Regions from separate parts of the Mus musculus genome. Here regions 1, 2 and 3 are each linked to region 4. Evidence: chromatin contacts called from public HiChIP or PLAC-seq and promoter capture Hi-C data. All regions are on one chromosome and are shown on one strand. Each heading gives the region's core, a stretch centred on a gene start, on an enhancer-like site or on the middle of the called end of the contact. The rest is flanking DNA. Distances are from core to core; before and after follow the strand shown.

Evidence for each region. HiChIP or PLAC-seq counts read pairs in DNA pulled down with a chosen protein or histone mark. Capture Hi-C pulls out chosen DNA fragments and counts their contacts.
Region 1: a contact with region 4 is called in a promoter capture Hi-C map of liver, with 2.2 times the contacts expected there. The contact joins the promoter of Prag1 here to the promoter of Tnks in region 4. A contact is called at or near these places in 1 of 39 promoter capture datasets (liver), 1 of 115 datasets of contacts at active chromatin or transcription factors (extraembryonic endoderm stem cells) and 1 of 9 other capture datasets (liver).
Region 2: a contact with region 4 is called in an H3K27ac HiChIP or PLAC-seq map of extraembryonic endoderm stem cells, with 2.7 times the contacts expected there. The contact joins the promoter of Rbpms here to the promoter of Tnks in region 4. A contact is called at or near these places in 2 of 39 promoter capture datasets (the C10 cell line and pre-B cells), 2 of 115 datasets of contacts at active chromatin or transcription factors (extraembryonic endoderm stem cells and pancreatic cancer cells) and 1 of 9 other capture datasets (adipose tissue).
Region 3: an H3K4me3 HiChIP or PLAC-seq map of pro-B cells shows a contact between it and region 4, with 5 times the contacts expected there. The contact joins the enhancer-like site here to the promoter of Tnks in region 4. A contact is called at or near these places in 2 of 39 promoter capture datasets (the HPC-7 cell line and pre-B cells), 2 of 115 datasets of contacts at active chromatin or transcription factors (astrocytes and pro-B cells) and 1 of 9 other capture datasets (liver).

Annotation. Positions count from the first base shown.
Region 1 is chr8:36,093,119-36,096,105 of GRCm38.p6, forward strand. Prag1 (PEAK1 related kinase activating pseudokinase 1) reads left to right here and starts at 1,710. Exons shown (of 6, transcript NM_172911.3): 1 at 1,710-1,870.
Region 2 is chr8:33,928,320-33,931,168 of GRCm38.p6, forward strand. It overlaps Rbpms (RNA binding protein gene with multiple splicing), which reads right to left and starts at 1,544. Exons shown (of 8, transcript NM_001042674.2): 1 at 1,157-1,544. The coding sequence starts at 1,222.
Region 3 is chr8:36,157,742-36,160,799 of GRCm38.p6, forward strand. Gm38414 (predicted gene, 38414) reads left to right here. Exons shown (of 4, transcript NR_151736.1): 3 at 2,006-2,105; 4 at 2,190-3,058. Among named protein-coding and RNA genes, the nearest start is that of Gm38414, 3.3 kb to the left of the region's middle. Within about 2 kb of position 1,635, at least 91 of the 459 cell types and tissues checked have an H3K27ac peak or open chromatin away from gene starts, as enhancers often do. A contact at or near this core is called in the HPC-7 cell line, astrocytes, liver and 2 more, where this site is marked.
Region 4 is chr8:34,964,182-34,966,959 of GRCm38.p6, forward strand. Tnks (tankyrase, TRF1-interacting ankyrin-related ADP-ribose polymerase) reads right to left here and starts at 1,509. Exons shown (of 27, transcript NM_175091.3): 1 at 833-1,509. The coding sequence starts at 1,484.

The sequences.
Region 1 (2,987 bases), core at 460-2,959, 1.1 Mb after region 4:
ATGTGGGGAGCTGAATGCTGAGAGCCATGAATGATCCAAAATCCCCATGAGAGGGCCCAGTGTCACTGAACTGAAAGCCCCTCTTGGGTCCGGATTGTGTTTGTCCAGTGCAAACCATTTTGTACCTGTCTGCTTGTTGGCACTTTCCCCTCTGGTGTCTTCATAAGTAGACTGGACCCCTCAGGAGAATGTAATGCTGCTGGCGCCGTTCCACCAGAGTTTTCCTTATGTACTTGTTGAAATGATTGACTGGTAGGGCAATGTGGTGGACTCTCGGTGGAATCAGGCAGCTCTTGGTTCCCATCTCAACACTACCACTTTTCACCTGAGGAGCCCTGGCAAAGGATAGGACCCTTCTGGACCTGTGTTATGCTGTGTCAAATGTGCTAACCCTGCCCTGTGACGTTGCCTGGCACGTAGTAGGTTCTTCATGAATGTTAGTACGACTCCTATTCACCTTCCTATCAGTCTTTCCGTACTTAAATGGGTAATGAGGGACATTGAATGATAAGTAAATTCTCCTTATGGTCCCTTTGCACTCCTTACATAGAAGCCACACATATCCAAAACATGTCTTCTTCCTCTTTCATATTCTATATAGCGCTGCCAGTGTTAACACCACATAAAGGCGAAGAGGGGGAGGGTCTGAGTGGTGCCTTCCTTCTCTCCGTGGAATCATCCTGATTAAGGATGTAACACCGCGCTGCCTCTGTAAAGCAAAGGGAAGCAACCAGATGTGTTGAGGGGGGGGTGCGGGGGAGGATTCCGTTTTCACTCAGGCTTGGCCCTGAGCAGTAACTTCAGTGCCTGGCTTCTTAGGGAACACCCAGGGCAAGGTGCAAGTCTGTCCTACTCAGGCAGCTGGAGGAAGGGAGGCGACTGGCTGGCCCTCTCCTGAGAGTTAAAAAAGATTTTTCGCCCGAGGAACAATATCTTGAACTCCTTGTATCTCAGCCAGTGACTCACGCACTGGAAGCGGTGTAAACACAGGTGGAGGACCTGGGTGCCCCAGCATGATTGAAGGCCGGTCCTCCAGGCCAACATTTGCATTCCACTGTTAAAACACTAAAGTTCAAAGAGATGTGCTGAGCCATTTGCTAGAGGCCTGGACATGAGGAGCTGAGCAGGACCTGAAATCTCTCAGCCAGCCCTGCTCCAGCCGGCTTGTGGTTCTCCTAGGATAACAGTACGTGGCAGTGAAGGCGCTCACGCCTCTTTCAGAGCCCACCGCCCTAGATCTTATTATTGTACTCCGGATCCCCTCTCTTCCATGTTTCGTTCTTTTGCTCCCTCCCTACCAGGGTCTCCTAGGGTCGGCTGGGTGGAGGGATGAGAATGCATTTACTCCGACAGACACACCTATCTGTGCATTGTGGTTAAGGAAAGCTGGGAGCACCAGAGATCTTCCAAGCAGAACTGCGCTGAGCTGGGATTGAGCTGGGGACGCTCTGGGGGGCTCAGCTCCAGGTCTAGGGGCGCCAAGGCTCGGGCTGGGGGCGGAGCCTCGCTGTGGCGAGCGAGGGGGCGGGGCGCGGTGCGGAGTTCCTAGGGACCTGGGCAGGGGCGATCGCCCGCCCTCCTGGACTGGGGACGAGCAGAGTGGCGGGACGCGCAGGCCCGGTGGAGACGCGGGGCAGCGGCAAGGACTGCGGGGGTGCGGCGGGAGCGGAGCGGGCGGCGTCACCCGAGGCGGAGGGGGCGGAGCCGCGATCGCAGCTGCCACCCGGCCGCCGGGCCCAGGCAGAAGTCAGCCGCCCGCGGCTGGGCAAGCACTCCGCGCAGACACGCTAAAGACAATGCTCCGAGGCGTCCGGCGGGGCAACGGACTGCTGGGTCACCGACGGCGAGGCTGCGAGACCGCAGACCCCAGGTGAGCCCACCACTCTCTCTCCAGATCCCGCCGCTTTTTGTCTGACGAACGTGGCGGCCCAGGGGCTTTCGCAGAGTCGCTGCGGTGGCCCGGCGGGCCAGCCCCTGCTGGCGTCCCCAGGGGTGACAGGCTACCGATCCGGAGCGCGTGGAGAGTCCGGACCTCGTGCTCAGGGTTGTGCCCTCGGTGCAGGTTCCGAGACGGGAAAGCTGGGGAGTCGGAGGGGTATTTTCAATTCTTTTGAGAAACGCTCGCTTTGAAACTGGGAAACTTTTCCTTGGAGTTCCGGGAAGGGTGATCGACTGCTGTAATGGTTTTACTGGTCTTGCTGGTCTGGCTGCTCTGTTTTGTGTGTTGGGAACTGCTCCTTTTGCAGTGAGTATTGTCAAAGGAGCAGAGGGGCAGAGGCCGTTCGGGCTGCTCCGGCCAGACCCGGAGGTGACGAATTGGGGGTCCAGGGAAGCCACCTTTAGGCTGCAGCTGATCTCTGAAGGAAGGTGCTATCTGTTTGATGAACCTTGGTGATCATTCCATACCTGGAGCTAGCTCCCAACCTTTGCTTGTGATGTCCCCTCTGCAGCCGGGCGCACACACCCACATGCACCCACATGCACACGCAAGCACGCTTACCCTTGGAAAATAGAATCTCTGCTTGTGTGTGAGTCCTGGGAATGCGAATGGAGGCGGCTGAGCAATTCTCAGCCCACAGCGCTCGCTCACTGTGTCTGTTCTCCCAGGTAAAGCTCAACCATGGTTTTGCAGAGCCTATTGTAGAGCCCAAAGGTCTAAGGCTGAGGAGTTTTGCAACGGATTCAGTTCAGACTCAGGTTGGAAAGGCTTAACTGATCACAGTTCTCAACTCTACCTTACAGCCCCTTCTGAGGAGATTTGACAGGAGGCCCCAGAGAAAGCAAGTTGGCTTTCCTAGGGTCCCTCAGAACTTTGCTCCCCTTATTGGATCAGACTGCAGGCTTCAAGTCCACACTCCTCCTACTATGATTGCTCAGAAAGTAGAAAATAAAAAGATATGTAGATACCATTATATACCCTCAGTGCTGGGGCTGGGGTGAGGTGGGGTGTTAGGGTAGTCATGTCCTGCTTTCTCCCTAGACCACGC
Region 2 (2,849 bases), core at 294-2,793, 1.0 Mb before region 4:
TCTTCCATTCATTTAAGAGGCACCAAGTCACAACTGAGCTAAGATCTATTTTTGCATTGATTTGCATACGTTTCGATCTCTCCTGTCTTCCCCATTTAAACAGTTCCCACTTTACCAGTGGATAGTTCACGCAGGTCTGAGTTGGGTAGATGGATACTCTTCTTTAATGTTTGGTTTCACTCTCTGTGTTTAAGTTTGCACAAGCGTCCCAATACTCTCACCATACTAACTGCTTTAGAGTCAGTTCGGGTTGTGTACGTCCCCTTTATTAGGATGTAAATTACCTGTAAGAACACTTTTTTACGTTATAGTGGGATGGGCAGTTTCTGCTACTGCACACTCAATTCTGGGAGACCTTTAAAATGGTAAATATAATTTCTTGTATTCCAGATAACACATTTGCAGGAGTGAAGGCGAAACAGGATATCACAAAACTGACAAAATTCACGAGCCCCAAGTACACCCCCGTCCACCACCGGCGTTTTCAGTAAGAAACGCACCACAGCCGCAAATTGTTTGTAAATTCCGAGTGTGCCACATAAAGTTGTGATTTTCCCCCCTTTAAAAACACCCTCCACGCACCTTTGCTTTGGGGAACCCAAAGCTTTTAGCCCTTGTTACTCTACGCCCCCACCCCCACATTCGACCTCTCCCAGGTTCGGCGGGGGTCTCCGACTCATCGGAGAAGAATGCGTCCTATGAGTTATCTATTAATCCAAAATGTCTCAGCTAAGAAGATATTTCACCCAGAACTTTTAACACCGAAAGGGAGGGAGGGAGTAAGAGAGGGAGGGGAGCTGGGGTCGGAAGTATCTTTTACTGAGAACTTTCCCAGAGTTTCTCCCTTCGCCATACCTCCCTCCCTCCAATTTCCAGCTGCAAGACGCAAGAACCCAAGTCCTGACCCTCCCTGGTCCCAATCATCTGAGGTCACCCGGGAGTCAGCTCTCGATTCCGCTTTCAACATCCCGAGTAGACAAAGCTGAGCATTCTACTTACAAAAGTCTCGGGAAAGTCCTCAAAACTTATGCAATAACCAGAGGCAGGCGGACGCGCGTGGACCCAGTCCCGCGCCCTCCGGACGCCCGCGTCCCGTGCTACTCCCCCCAGCCCCGGCCCGTGCGCCCCGCGCCCCCCAGCCAGTCCCCCTCAGTACCTCCTCCTCCTGAAGGTTGGCCTCGCTCGGGGTGTTCTCCTTCTCGGCTTTGCCGCCGCCGTTCATCTTCCCGGTCCTTCGTCGCCGCGCGGGACTGGGGCGCGGGGTTGGAGGCGAGGGCGAGGGCGCGCTCGCCCGCTGCTACCTTCCCCCGGGGCGGGCTGCGGGGCTGGAGCCGGGCGGCGCAGCGGAGAGCCGAGACGGACCGGCGGGCGGGGACCTCCGAGAGGCCGGGCGAGCCCCGGAGTCGGGACGCGGCCGAGACCGAGGAGGCGAGGCGGCGGGCGCGGTTGGGACCGGAGCCGCCGAGGACGCGCTGCTGGCAGGCTCTGGGCAGCGGGGCCGCACGCAGCGCGCTTTCTCTCGCCTTCCTCCCTCCTCCCCTCCCTCCTCTCCTCCCCTCCCTCCTCTCCTCCCCTCCCTCCTCTCCTCCCTCCGCCCTCCCTGGACGTGCGCGGCCGGACGCAGCCCAGAGAGACGCGGATCGGGACAGCGAAGCCCCCCGCGAGAGGAGGGGCGCGGGGCGGAGCGGTCGAACCCAGGGCTGGGCTGGGCTGGGCTGGGTTGGGCTTGGGGGAGGGGGGGTCGGCACCGGGGTCACGAGGCCGCGGGGACCGCGGGCGGAAGGTCGGGCCGCCCCTTCTTTCTCCAACCCCGTGGACCTAGGCGTCTGGGCGGGCCAGCGGCGGTGGGCTTGGAGAGGGGGCTCAGAGCCGAGGACAAGCCTTTCGGGGTAGGGGTGGGGGGCACATGGACTGGAGCGCGCTACTTTTGTTTGCTTGCTTTTCACGACGGGTGTGCACCCAAACCCACCCTCCGTGGCAATACCCGCCGAGACTCGGTTCTTCCCGGGCAGAAAGGTGACGGGCACGCGGGACAGCCCACCACCGAGCCCCGCTTTTGCAGGACACCGCTTGCCACCCCATTGCGGGTGCCCGAGTACAGCGAAACCTCCCAGCCTCCCCCCGCCCCCCCCACTTCGGCCGCTATCGCTCTCTAGGCTTCCGGCCGCCCCTGTTCAGACTCGCACAGCCGGCACCAGACTGTTCTGGAATCGGGTCTGTTTACATCACTCTACGGGGAGCCCCTTCCTGGAATACAGGACTACGTCCTGTTTATCTCTGCCATAACTTAAGTAGGCTACCTGGAGCGTAGTCCCGGAGCGTAGTAGGCCCTCCATATGTACTTGTTGACTAAATATCCCTCACTGCCCCTCAAAGGTCAAGACATTTATCTCTAGAGAATCAAAGCAATTACCCAACACCGGATGACCGCATAGCTTCCACTTCCTCATCTATAAAATGAATAAATATTTCATACATATATACACACACATACATATTCTCCCATTTCACTGATTATATATATACACACACACATATATATTACAATCATTATATGTGTGTGTGCATATATGTATGTATGTATGAATATATATATATATCCCAGGGTTTTAGAGATTATAGGTGGGGCGAGCCTCAGGTTCCTAACACCCATACTTGCACAATTGTGGTTTACAATAGGCGGAAGCTAGCATTATTATTAAGGAAGTTTCCATTTTCCTGGTCCTAGAGAACTTTTCCAACAATAGATCCTGTAAGCTCCTAGACTTTTGACTAGTTTGGACAGACATTTAAAACCCACGATTCAGCGGATGGTGCCTGTCTCTCTGAGGAAGTTCGTCTGGCATGCC
Region 3 (3,058 bases), core at 385-2,884, 1.2 Mb after region 4:
ATACAGCCCAGGCTGGCCTTGAACTCATGATCTCCTGACTCAGCTCCTAAGCTGTTATGGAAAATATTAAATATTTTTACTATTTTTATTGTTAATATTTTATATTTTATTTTTAATATTTTATATTTTAAAATATTTTTTAATATTTCCTGTAACACTAAGCAATGAGAACATAGAAGTGCTGCACCATGCCCAGTTCACACGCTACTTTTATTAGAACCATTTTCGTTTTGTTTTGTTTTGTTTTGTTTTGTTTTGTTTTGTTTTGTTTTTCTAATGATTCTACTAACTTCACGGATGACCTTCCCTCTGGTACCTTGAAGAAACAAAGTTCTCTCTTGGACCGACTCCTCCACCGGAGCCCCTGTTCTGCCACTGTACCTTCTTCCTGTTCTGAGACCCTGTATAGCCTTGTGGGCTGGGTGAGATAGCTCAGCCCTGCCAGCCCCTGTATCAGTCTCTGCTTCTATATTTCCTTACACCCTTGGCAGCAAGCCTGAATTCAAACTGCCTCGATGCCACAGTCAGCTTCCTGAGCATCTCTGCTCTGCCCTCCCCCCCCCCCCCAGGCTTCTCTGTGTTCGACTCCAAGTAGGATGGGAGACCACGTGGTTTCTTTGCCCGGCATGTACGATATGCACAATTTTGCTGCCCACCAAACAGGCTATCTGAACAAAGAGGGGGGGGGGGAGAGAGAGAGAGAGAGAGAGAGAGAGAGAGAGAGATATCCTTGTGCTGTCTAAGCTGTCTGCTTTGTGATCTACACCATGAGATTTTTTTCCGCTGGAAATCTTAGTGTTATTACTATGCTGAACTTGCTGGATGCTCCTGGCTATGCTCAGACTGTCCCAACTCTCCTAAATATAACCATCCTGGTGCCACTAAACCTGGGTGAGTTCAGAATGCAGAACTTTACGCTGAGAGACATGCTGGACCAGACAGAGACAAAACCTTTAAATATTGTCATTTTAAAGGAATATTGTCATTTTAAATGACCGTTCCCAGTTCAAGAAAACAAAACCCATGTATGAGTTTCCCCAGATTTGGATTTGCATTAAAAGACACACTTTTATTTCTCGGCAGTGACTTGTGCTTTCTTTCAGAGCCCCTCACTGTTCGTTTTTACAAAAGGAATTTGGTTTTCTCTGGCTTCCTGGGACTCCCCGTGCCCTTAAACTGCAGTCGGCAGCGGAGTTCAGACTAACTGCTTTCGTTCCCATTTCTGGTCTTCAGGCCTGTCTGTCACAACGAGCTAAACCCAAACAAACCATTCCAGGGGCCCCCATAAAGCCACGTGAGAGCTATGACAGGAAGAGAGTGGTTTCAGAAACTACTTTGAAGGGACCAGAGTAATCTCTTTAGCCCAGAGCCCTGAAGATCCTGTTGCCAGAAGTACGGATATGATAGCTCAATTCCCCCGCACTCAAGCTTCTTCCTCCTCCTCCTCTTGCTTCCAAATAAATAGCTCTCTGGGGCAGTGATGTCTACATCAAAAGCCACTTGTCACTCAGTGGCCTTCCCAGATGGGAAAGTGTTTGTTTTGGCTGAGAATGACAATTTTCTCTGCATCCGGAGGTGGACTCTCTCGCAGGCCTAAGCAGGGTAAGGTTGCAGCTGCCAGTTCTTCCCAGCTGCCATCCCCCAGAAAGGTCAGAGGAAGTAAAGACAATGAAGGCCGGCTTCCCCAGAGCATGCGTGCATAGGCACAAACGCACGAACCTAGAACTGGAGACTCCCAAAACGGAGCAGAACCTGCTGGCTGAGAAGGCCTTTAATCTCATCTCTGGAGTCTAGTTAGCAACATCAGTGCTTGGCAAACTCTGAGATCTTGATAGAGGGTGAGTACACACATGGAGATCAGAGGACAATTTGTGGAGAGCCCTTGCTTGCCCATTTTGTTGCGGCAAGGTCTTGTTTCTGACACAGAGCAGGGTAGTACCCGACTAGCTGGTAGTTCACACGCTTCTAGATGATTCTCTTGTCTGCACCTCCCTTCTTGTTATAGGAGGAATGGGATAATGGATACCTGCCTCTACAATCAAGCTTTTAGGTCAGTTCTAGGAATTGAACTACAAACAACAGTAACAACAGACACCACTCGTGAGGTAAAATATCCAAATCTTAACTGTTTAACCACTTCGTGCATCCAGAAGACTCCTAAGGAAATGTATTTTCATTCATGTTTGTAGAACATGCCAACCCTGGAGGTCGTCATGTCTTGCCTGGAGATCGTCTTGCCAGTCACGCATCACAATGAGATGACTGTCTGATGTTCTCTGAGGCCTTAGCAGTTGTGGCTATTTTGGTTGATAAAGACTGTGGCTTTGTTTAGTTATTAAGAGCTGTAATAATCTTGGCAAGTTTTCTGAAATCCCTTTTGACACCCCTCAGACACTTTCAGTGGGGTACCACATGACCTCAGTATTCTTAGTGCAAAATACATTTGCCCATCCCACAGTTTATGGGTATCTGGATTTGGCAAAATGATTATGATTTCTATGCATTTATGTGACATATTTTCTTTTATTATTATCTTTAATTGAAAATTCCTACCATGTAATCTGATTATGGTTTTCCCTCCCCCATCTCCCGAACCATCTGACTCTCCCCCATCTCTCTCTCCCTCCCTTTGTTTTTCTCTAGAAAACAAACCAGAATAAGGACAGACAGACAGAAATATGGAAGGAAAGAAAAACATTGACAGAACACAAGAAACACACACATACAAACAAAATCCACAAAAACACGGAATCAGAAGATATAATATGCAAGAAAAAGACAACTAAGATAAAAGGTGCCCTAACAAAGCAATATGGAACGAACAAACAAACAAACAACAAATAAAAAATCAAGTTTTGTGTTTGTGTGTTCGCCATCTACTCCTGAGCATGGGGTGGGGGTGCCCTTAAATGTGCCTTATATATCTAGTGAGACTCCATTGAAGAAAATGAATTGTTATCGATCACTTCTGGGTTAGATCCATTTCCCTTCTCACTATTGGACTCTGTCTAGCTTGAAGCTGTGCAGACCCTATGCATGCCTCCATGCATTATTCTGT
Region 4 (2,778 bases), core at 259-2,758:
TATTCTGCGTTTCAAAAAGAAAACAACTACATACTCAGAAGGGGGATGGGGCAAAAAAAAGTTCAGTTCAGCATTTAGCAATCAGTGCCTATGTGGAGAGTTTCCCCGCCAGAGACTTCTTCCTAGATCCTTGCTCAAACAACCTCTCATCTTTGTCTCTAAGAAAATGAGCTGAGAGACAAGGTAAATACACAATGGACCTCAAAGCTGCGCCCTCGCTCTCGCTCTCTCTCTCGCTCTCTGTCTCTCTCTGCCCCTTATCATAAGGCACACAATACCCTTATCACTACTGTCTCCGACTGGCCCGCTGTAGTCTCTCCAAACAGACAGTCGACTTCATAGAAAACGTGACGTTTCACAAACCCCATTGTCTTGCGTTGTGTATCTTAAGAATATGAGAGATTCTTAAAACACTTGTTGAGTTACCGTACACTTCTTTTGGCCCGGGACTGTCTGTCCTCCGGGGACAAAACCGTGCCGAAAACAAAAACAAAAACAAAACTGTCTCACGAACGACAAAGCTGTCCCTAAAGCGACTCAAATGCAACTTGTCCCAGGCAGGCACACTCTGAACTGAAAAAGTTTTAAGCATGCCCACATCCAGGGTTGACCGCTACACAGAGTTTGCATAAGTTGAAGTACCACGGTTGCAAACACTGAGGGGTGAATTCACACCTCGTCCCCGCTTCCAAGTCCCCACCACCCATGCACTAAAAACTTCAGCTCTCGGGGTGAAGTCCTGCTAACAACCTGTAACTTCTTTGTCCTGGGTCCAATCACCCACCCTCCGCTCCGAACCCCGTAAACCACAATTCTCAAGTCCCAGACAGACCTGCTGCGAAGTGCAGGGGAGAAGACTTTCGGCCGGCCATGTCCTTGGCATTCACGTTCGCGGCGTCCACCAACCTCTTCACCCGGGACACGTCCCCATTCCGACAGGCCTCGAGCAGCTCCCGCAGGGCCCCACTCACGGCTGGGACCCCCGGGCCGAGGCCCGCCGCCCCGGCTCCCAAAGTTGCCGTGGAGCCAACTCCGGCCGCCTCGGGACTCTCCGCTAAGCTCGAGCCAGGGGAGGACGGGGAGGAAGACGAAGACGAAGTCGGGGAAGAAGCGGACGACGCGGAGTTGTTCCCGCCGCCGCCGCCGCCGCCGGCTGGGGTGGGAGCGACCCCGACGGCGGCGGAAGCTGCCGGGACCGCGGCCGGAGCAGCCACGGTGCAGACGGCGCCGTCCACCGGGTCGGGAGATCGCGGCCTGTCGGGCGGGTCCCGGCTGCCATCCCCCTCCGGCAGCGCCAGGCCGTGCCGCGGGGAGGCGAAGGGCGCCAGGCCGCCGGCCGTAGGCGAGGCAGGGGTGGGTCCCGGGGCCAAGCCCGGGCTGAGCGGCGGGGGAGGTGGCGGTGGCGGAGCCGAAGCCCCTGGGGCGGGCTGGAGCTGTTGCTGATGATGGTGGTGATGATGCTGAGAGCGACGCGACGCCGCCATCTTCCCACTCCCCCGTACTGTCACTGCGGCAACGGCGCCACCGCCCGCCCTCACTTCCGGATTCTGGACCAATCGGGATCCAACATACCCGGAAATGATTCCTGCCGAAGTGGGTGGAGTCCGAGAGAAGAAGGGAAGTATTGGAAGCTCAGAGAACAACCAGCCTGGGGGCGTGGCTTAGTAGTGGAGCGACGGGCTTTTGTGACGCCCTGGCGGGCTGGCTGGGCAGATTTGAAAGTTGTGGTGAGCCACTACCTGTCTGAGAAACTTCTGCCTTCCTTCACTTTCTGCGGGATTGCTTCGGTCGGCTTCAGTCTTCCCTCGGGTACCCGTCAGTCTGCGGTGTCTCCCTTCAGAAGAAGCTATTAAAGTGTAACTTATGCAAACATCTACCAAACGTCCTCGTCCGAAAATGGAATTAATAGTACCCACCTCACAAAGTTGTTTGCAGGAATGAAGTGAGCTAATGCATACAAACGCTCTGAAGAATAATTATAATTAGCACATTGGGAATATTTTTAAATGCAGTGTTAGATATCTCTCCACCTTACTGTCTCTTTGTACTGTCTCTTACGTCTCATTCTGACACGGGACAGGAGGGAAGGATAAGGGAACTTTATTCTCTAAGAGCATTTGTACTTAATACCGGAGAAAGGAATCCATGCACATACACACTGTCAATAGCTCAGTGTTGGGGTCTGAGAGTCGGATTATTGAATTTATACCCTAATACTGATTAGATCATGGACATAGCTCAGAATTATCTGAACTACATTATCTTTTTCTGTCAGCTTATAAAGGAAAACACACACACACAAACGACAATGAGATCTTTCTCAGGTGCAGGAAGTTCTGCCAGGTGATCAGGTCTGATTTAAGCCATTTTTGACATAACAGTTCATAATGACCTTTAATTTGATGGGCCCTATGTAAAGCTTTGTGGAATTCCTTAAGATTAACAAACCTCAGGACATACAGAACATAACAGGGGATGTGACCAGCATGACCCTTCTCTGAGTCAAACTATTTTTCTATGTCAAAGGCTGGTAGGCATATTACAGCAACAATATGAAATAGCTGGCAAGCATGGAACAAAATGGCCGCAACTATGCTAGTGGGTCAGGAGGACACACCGCTTGGTTTGTCTCTTCAGAGTTAAATCTGACTAAGGATGCTCTGAGAGGCATGCAAGACTCACTGGCATTGGGAGTATGCAAACCTAACTAGACAGAGAATAAGAAGGGACAGGAATGAGCAATGGGGGAGCGGGGTGGGGGAGGGGGAGCACCAGACG